Linked DNA regions of Mus musculus: region 2 is linked to region 1. A link is a contact called in public Hi-C data. All regions are on one chromosome and are shown on one strand. The core of a region is the stretch at or near the end of the contact, and the rest is flanking DNA. Distances in the headings are between cores, read along the strand shown. Region 1 has its middle 62 kb from the start of Mpdz. Region 2 overlaps Nfib (nuclear factor I/B).

What was found. Hi-C and Micro-C count contacts between places; a contact is called where the count stands out from the background.
Region 2: a Hi-C map of liver shows a contact between it and region 1, with 4 times the contacts expected there. The contact joins two enhancer-like sites. A contact is called at or near these places in 6 of 484 Hi-C or Micro-C datasets (the N1E-115 cell line, cerebral cortex and liver) and 4 of 115 datasets of contacts at active chromatin or transcription factors (astrocytes, fibro-adipogenic progenitors, kidney and 1 more).

The regions. Positions count from the first base shown.
Region 1 is chr4:81,503,518-81,506,886 of GRCm38.p6, reverse strand. No RefSeq gene overlaps it. Among named protein-coding and RNA genes, the nearest start is that of Mpdz, 62 kb to the right of the region's middle. Within about 2 kb of position 1,611, at least 8 of the 459 cell types and tissues checked have an H3K27ac peak or open chromatin away from gene starts, as enhancers often do. A contact at or near this core is called in kidney and liver, where this site is marked.
Region 2 is chr4:82,382,581-82,385,949 of GRCm38.p6, reverse strand. It overlaps Nfib (nuclear factor I/B), which reads left to right. Exons shown (of 12, transcript NM_001113209.2): 3 at 2,289-2,342. Among named protein-coding and RNA genes, the nearest start is that of Nfib, 120 kb to the left of the region's middle. Within about 2 kb of position 1,524, at least 88 of the 459 cell types and tissues checked have an H3K27ac peak or open chromatin away from gene starts, as enhancers often do. A contact at or near this core is called in kidney and liver, where this site is marked.

The DNA of each region.
Region 1 (3,369 bases), core at 362-2,861:
TAGCCTTGGCGCTCTTGAGTGGCACCCTTTTCAAACTTTTCTGATGCTTTTTTTTTTTTTTTATTTATTTATTTATTTATTTATTATATGGAAGTACATTGTAGCTGTCTTCAGACACTCCAGAAGAGGGCGTCAGATCTCGTTACGGATGGTTGTGAGCCACCATGTGGTTGCTGGGATTTGAACTCTGGACCTTCGGAAGAGCAGTCGGGTGCTCTTACCCACTGAGCCATCTCACCAGCCCTCTGATGCTTTTTAAATTCTTTTTTATTAAATCAGATATTTATTGTGCATGGCTCTCAGAGTGAATGTGGAATCTGGACTTGCAGGGTTCAGTTCTTTCCTTCCACCAAGTGGAGGATAGAGGTCAAGTTGTCAGACTTGGCAACAAAACTTTTACGCCTGGAGCTAGCTCACTGGTGCCTCAAGTCTCTGATTCTTAATCGAGACCCTATTTGCACACACGTCCTCTTGGCCTGTGTTTAATAGGTAATTACTTGTTCCATGTCTGTGTTCCTTGAGAAACAGAACCATAGCTAACCTCCAGAAGCAAAAGGTAAAACCGACATAGCCTATGCTGTTAGACACCCCAAATCGGACACGCAGTTTGTATTCACCGACATAGCCTATGCTGTTAGACACCCCAAATCGGACACACAGTTTGTATTCACCGACATAGCCTATGCTGTTAGACACCCCAAATCGGACACACAGTTTGTATTCACCGACATAGCCTATGCTGTTAGACACCCCAAATCGGACACACAGTTTGTATTCAGTTAATACTTCTAATTGACTGCTTAGTCTCTGAAGTGGGCAACCTCAAGCTTCAGTTGTTAATTATGTGAAGGTGTCATCAGTGACATGTGCATGTCTTTCCCCTCTTGCCTTTATAAAAGCCCTGTGCTTCCTTTGTGACAGGCCTGCCTTTACTTCCTCAGAACTACCAGGTCAAGGGAATTAATTCTGTTTCCTCGTGTAATTCTTACAAGCTAGAGAGAGTCTACAGTTCTACACCTGCCTTTAATTATTTATGGCCGATAATATATGTACTTAAGAGCTATTGAATAAATAAATAGGAGTGAATTAATGAACTGTGCACTGCTGCTGAGTGGATAGTCTCTTTTTTAATTCTAACCTTATTTTTTAAAATATGTTAAATGGAGATTTGACCAGGAAAATTTCATTTAACAGCTCATATGTACAAGCCACCTAGTCATTGACTTTATGTTTCTCTACATCAACTTAATTATTTCACTTAAGCGGTGAGCTAAAATATCCGTTAAGGGCTTTATTTTGTCATACTTGAAAATTCTCTGAGCTCACGGGATGAAACTGATTAGCATGTTAGTTTATATTCATTCGTTACAGTAATTAGGCAGTATCTTGGCCTCCGAAGGAAGATAGCTTAGCCTGGGAGAGCAATCTTGCCATTAGAGTGGAGCTTTAAAAATCCTATGTTTTGATGGTCTCGATTTATAATCATTTTAGTAAATGTGGAATTTGAACCCAGGTACATTTGTTTTCATTGCTTCTGTTAATGATTTATCAGAAGGTCAGTAGTTTCAACAACACTAATTTTTCACCCGTGGGAGATCACATTCCTTGTGACTGCCTTCCTCTCTGTAAAACCTGACCATTCACATCTCTCTGACCTTTCTCTGTTGCTGAACCTCATTCTGCCTGCAGCCAGAAAAGTCTCCTCTTTTTGCAAGAATCTATATAAATTGTTTGGGGCCAACCCAGTTAATTTACAGAATCTGGAAATTAGGATGTGCACAACACTCAGAGAGGCACTCCCCACTGTGCGGCAGGGAGAATTCTAGCAGCATGTTAACTAATGTGTGTGTATGTGTTGTTCATGGAGAAGTATGGTTAGTTGTTGAAGAAGCACCAGGAAGGAGATAGTACAGAGAAAGCAAACTGAAGGTTGTTACTTCCTGGAAAGAAGAGTCAGCCATGGGGCAATAGAAATGAAAAAGGACCACAGATTGGAGCAGTAAGAGAGGCAGACAGATAACGGTCCTCAGGTTTAAAACAAATCCTCGAAAACTTCACATTCATACTGATAAATCTTATCTGAATAAAATTCTTGTCTAGAATATTTTGGGGAAAGTATTCTAGCATTTTCTCTAGAATATAGTGCTGAATGGCTCTGCGATAATCTTGACTTGCAGTCCTGTGTCAATGCTTGAATAGCAAAGCATATTGACTCCAGGTGAGGAACCTGACGAAAAGCTTAGAGCTAGGAGCTAAACTCAGCAGGAAGTAGCAAGAAGGGATTTACAAGCTTGACTTAGAGTAAGAAATAAAATGAATATCATAGAATGGAGAGATGAAGATTGATCACCTGGCTAAGAAAACACAAATATAATTAAGGTTCAAAATAGTGTATTGGAAAAAAGAAAGGGAAATAATGTAAAAGTGGAATAACAAAAACCCAGAAAAAAAAAAGATGCACCCTGTTGAAGGTTACCAGAATTTCACTGCCCATAAAAATATAGAGATTAACAAGAAGTAATGCAGAGATGTCCCACTGCAGCCTGAACCCATCGGACTTCGTCATATCTTGGAGTCACCTGGAGTACGTTCTGACACCTTGTTACTCTCCTGACTTGATATTTCAGAGTTAATTTTTCGAGAGAAAATCTGGCCTGACTCTTCTTTGTGAGCCTTGGCAAATTCTTAGTCTGTTGGTGGTATGGCTGCAGGCCCAACTCTCATCTAGTGAATGTAGGCAGTGACTGCATGTTTTTGGTATGCAGGCCTGTTTATATGTGTACCAGAAAAAGAACTTCAGTGTAAAGGAAAAAGCCTTTAAGGTATTTCAGCCTTACAACAACTGCTAAGCGAGTGGTGGGCTACCTCCTTGTTTCTGCACAGGTTTCCCTGGCTTTGTTAATAAAAGCCAGATTCTCATTTCCATGGTTACCTTATGACAATGATGAGCAAGAAGTGGAGAGAGAGCAGATGTTAAGAGAGTCAACAAGTAATGAAACTTATCCTTCATTCCCAGTGTTAGAAGTTTGTTATTAAAAGATATGGAAAGGTAGAGCTAACATCTTTTCTGGTTTGTCCTTTCTATGTGGCTCAAGTAAAAGGCATTCTTTACCCAACAAATCATTATTGCTAGCATTATAAATTTCTAACATTCTATCAAAAGTTCAGGCATAGTATCTTTAACAAATTAAGTATCTTCAGAAAATGAAAATCTTTAGTGTACCTATTCAGATGTTTGGCCGTATGGTGCCAAACACCTGCATGTTCATTCAAGAAGCCTTTGTTGAAATGCTTGAACAGTTATGTGATGGTAAACCAGCTCAAAGACTATGAGTCCCAGGAGGGCTCAGAGTTCATCTAGTTTCTCCA
Region 2 (3,369 bases), core at 275-2,774, 880 kb before region 1:
GCTGCCCCAGTGGGGCGTGTGACACTGTGGACATGAAGGATGCACCCTGGCAAATAAGCAGATTCTCGGGGAAGAGACACTGGTCTTTATTCTACTGGACAGAAGTTTAGCAGTAGAGGCAATGAAGGTGAGGGGTGACATTTTGCAGACATTGTAGCCAAACATGATAAGGCTCCTGTTTAAAGTCCATGGCTTCTAGTGTGAGGCTGCCCTGCCACTCACCTGCGTAGGACAGCTGCAGTCTTTTCCCTTCTTGCTGTTTCTAGAGTCTCTTGTTGGACAGTTTGTACGTGTTAAGGAGCTCCAGAGAGGAAATCGAAAAACTATGGAGAGTCTGGCCTCTGAGTCTGACCCTGTAAGTAGGAATCTCAACAGGTTAGACTCCCTTGGAAAGGTAAACTCTTAGGTAACCTATGTACTAGACAAGAGGTGAGCTCAAAGCTGAAACAGCAGGGGCAGTAACAAAACGAAACAGTTTTAACACTTCATTGCAATTGTTACACTCTTAGTTTGAAAAGTGGCCAGTGTGGCCTTCTCTTTGAAAGGAACAACAACAACAACAACAACAACAATAACAGCAGCAGCAGCAACAACAGCAACAATAATAACAGCAACAACACTCTTCTCTTAATTTATAAATGTCAGTCTTGCCTCAATTCCACAAAAAAAAAGTAAGAGAAAAGATCTTGGAGAAGAGAACTGGCTTCTGGCTGCAGGAGAAGCTAGCCAGTGCAGTCAGATCTTTCCAGTTTCTTTTCCTCCATTTTGTGAAGTAAGAATCATGGTGAAGGTCATTGTGAGAATCACAAAAATAACCGTGCTGTTTTCATGAAATTTACTGTAGAGCAAAGGGAAAAAAGGGAAATAGGATAGAGGGATTATATTCTTCTTCACCATTAAGTCTGACCTAGGAAGCAGGAGTCAAAGGCAGAAATGAATAACCAAGTTTTATACAGGCATAGACTAGCAGGGTGTTCCGACCTTTAGGATTGAAGAGCAGTTGTAGTATGTTAACCACTTTCCTGGCATAACCACGTAGCTTGATCAACAACAAAAGGAGTCTGCTTTTCTGCTTAATTTAATCCCTTCCTTGCTTCAAGTATAAGGGCAAGGTTTTGAGGAAGAGACTTATGAGTTTATAGCAGTTGGTGACACCACCAGTACCACGTTTTGTTGAGATTCACTATTGTGCTCAAAATTGCCTTTTTGTAGGCAAGCAGTGAAGGCTGCTGAATCTGTGCCATCCATTTCTCTGGCATATACTGCAAGCCTAGTGTGTTCACGCCATGAACGGCCCCAGGAAGACAAAGAGGTAGACAGGCTCTCTGCCCCTTCTTTCCTAGTGTGGTGTAGCTATGGAGACAAAACCTATGTGCTAGAGCCAATAAAAGATTTCATAGCAACTCTCTGCCAGTAAGTGTGTAAGAACCCAGGCCAGATGACGCAGATAAATGCAGAGGGTTCATGGAGGTAGAGGATCAAGCCAAACACAGTACCGTAAATGGGTTAGGGCAGGCACACTGGCTGACAGTGCCTGTCCTCTGAGCCCTTTCTGTGGTGTTGGTAAGGAATGACATAGGACAGAGCTGCTCTGAAATGAAGGTGGCCGTCCCTTCCACCTTATCTAAGAGCCTGCCTGTATCTCGCAGATGGAGATTAAATTGATCCAACAATTTGCTCTCCGCAAAGCCATGTTGGTTTTCTACCTAGTAATTTATGCTTTTCCTGGTGTTTGCAAATCGATTGCTATTATGGGATGCAGGCAGAACTGGGCCGGGATCCAGTAGGTTGGGGGATTACTGGAGTGGATAGCTGAACCTGCCTGTGAAAACCCAGACGAGACGGCTCTTGTTTCTCTGTCTTTTACTCTCTGAAGAAATGCATAGTCTTGGGTTTTTTTAAAAGCATTCTTAATTATTTTTAGATTGTATCTTTTAAGGGACAGTATCTGCTTTATTTCAGATTTCTACTATCTGGCCTTGCTATTTGCCTAACCTTCAAACGGTTTTAGTGGCTTTGTGGCCAGACCTCTCATTGCAGGAAAACCTTCCTCCACCCTCAAAGCATTATGGGCCAGTAATTGTTCCCTTTGAGAAGAAATATGTATAGACATTTATCTAGGTTGGTGAATAAAATGTTCCTATGGAACAGCTTGGGAAAGTATACTTTATTTAAACACTTCACCTCATTGTTGTACCTTAAAAAAATTTTTTTAAAGTTCTACTAAGTATTGTGAAATTCTTTCATAACAAATTAAAAAGAAAACATATTCTGTGATTTCTTTACAGATTCTGGACAATCAGGAAGTCCAAGCCACAGTGATCCTGCCAAGAATCCTCCAGGTAAATATGTGTCCCCGGACGTGTGCACCCTGACATTGTTGGAGAACAAAGGGGCCCTGTATAGATCAACAGCCATAATTGGTCAGCTGCCTGTCTTGTTCTGGCAGGCAGTCGGATTGGGACAAGATGTGATTGTGTGGAGGCCTCTGCAACAGCGGGAACGGCTTCTCACCGCAGCCATCTTTGTTCACCTGAGCCGCGAGATCTTATTTATTTGTTTATTTATTTGTTTATTTATTTATTTATTGTATCCTTAGAAACTGATTCAAACACATGCTTAGCTTTATGTTTTAGGCATTTGAAAAGCTAAACACCTTTTAATCATTTTTAAAATAAACATTCCCTGCCCCCAGAGTACCCCCAAACAAAAATCTGGTAATTTCTGTTCTTTTATAGTTTACCCACTATGTTTTAAGAAAGTTTCTACTGAATGGTTATGTTTTTATAAAGTGGTTTTTGCAGGACTTTTGATTCCCGGTCTTCAGTGTAAGGTGCGTCTGGTCTTTAGTTTCAGACCTGAGCCTGACTGCATGCATTTTAGCTATACTGGGGAGTTCCACTCTCTCAACATGCAGCATGCGACTTTGGATTTATAAGAAGTTTTTTGTTTTTGTTTTTGTTTTTTTGTTTTCCATGAGAAAATCATGTAAAATTAGCATAAAGAATAATTTCAAATTTCCATTATCATAAAATTTTAATTGTATCTGTGATTTTGTTAAAAGAATGTTCTAAAGATATTCTTAACAAAACAAAACAGAAAAAAGCAAAACACAATAAACCCCAAATAGCCACACCTCCCCTCAGTCTCTCCAAAAAAACCCCTCACCTGCCATTTCATTAGAATAAACCACACAGTGCAAAAAGTCAGAACTGAAGTTTCTCAGGCCCTCAATTGCTTCGAAATCCTGATGCCTGGCTAATAAAAAGTTGAAATACCTCAAGTATTCCCAAATGTCAGGAAAATAGACTATTTGCTCATAATATTACTAGAGAGACATGGCTATACATATTTTCAGTAAAATCCAAA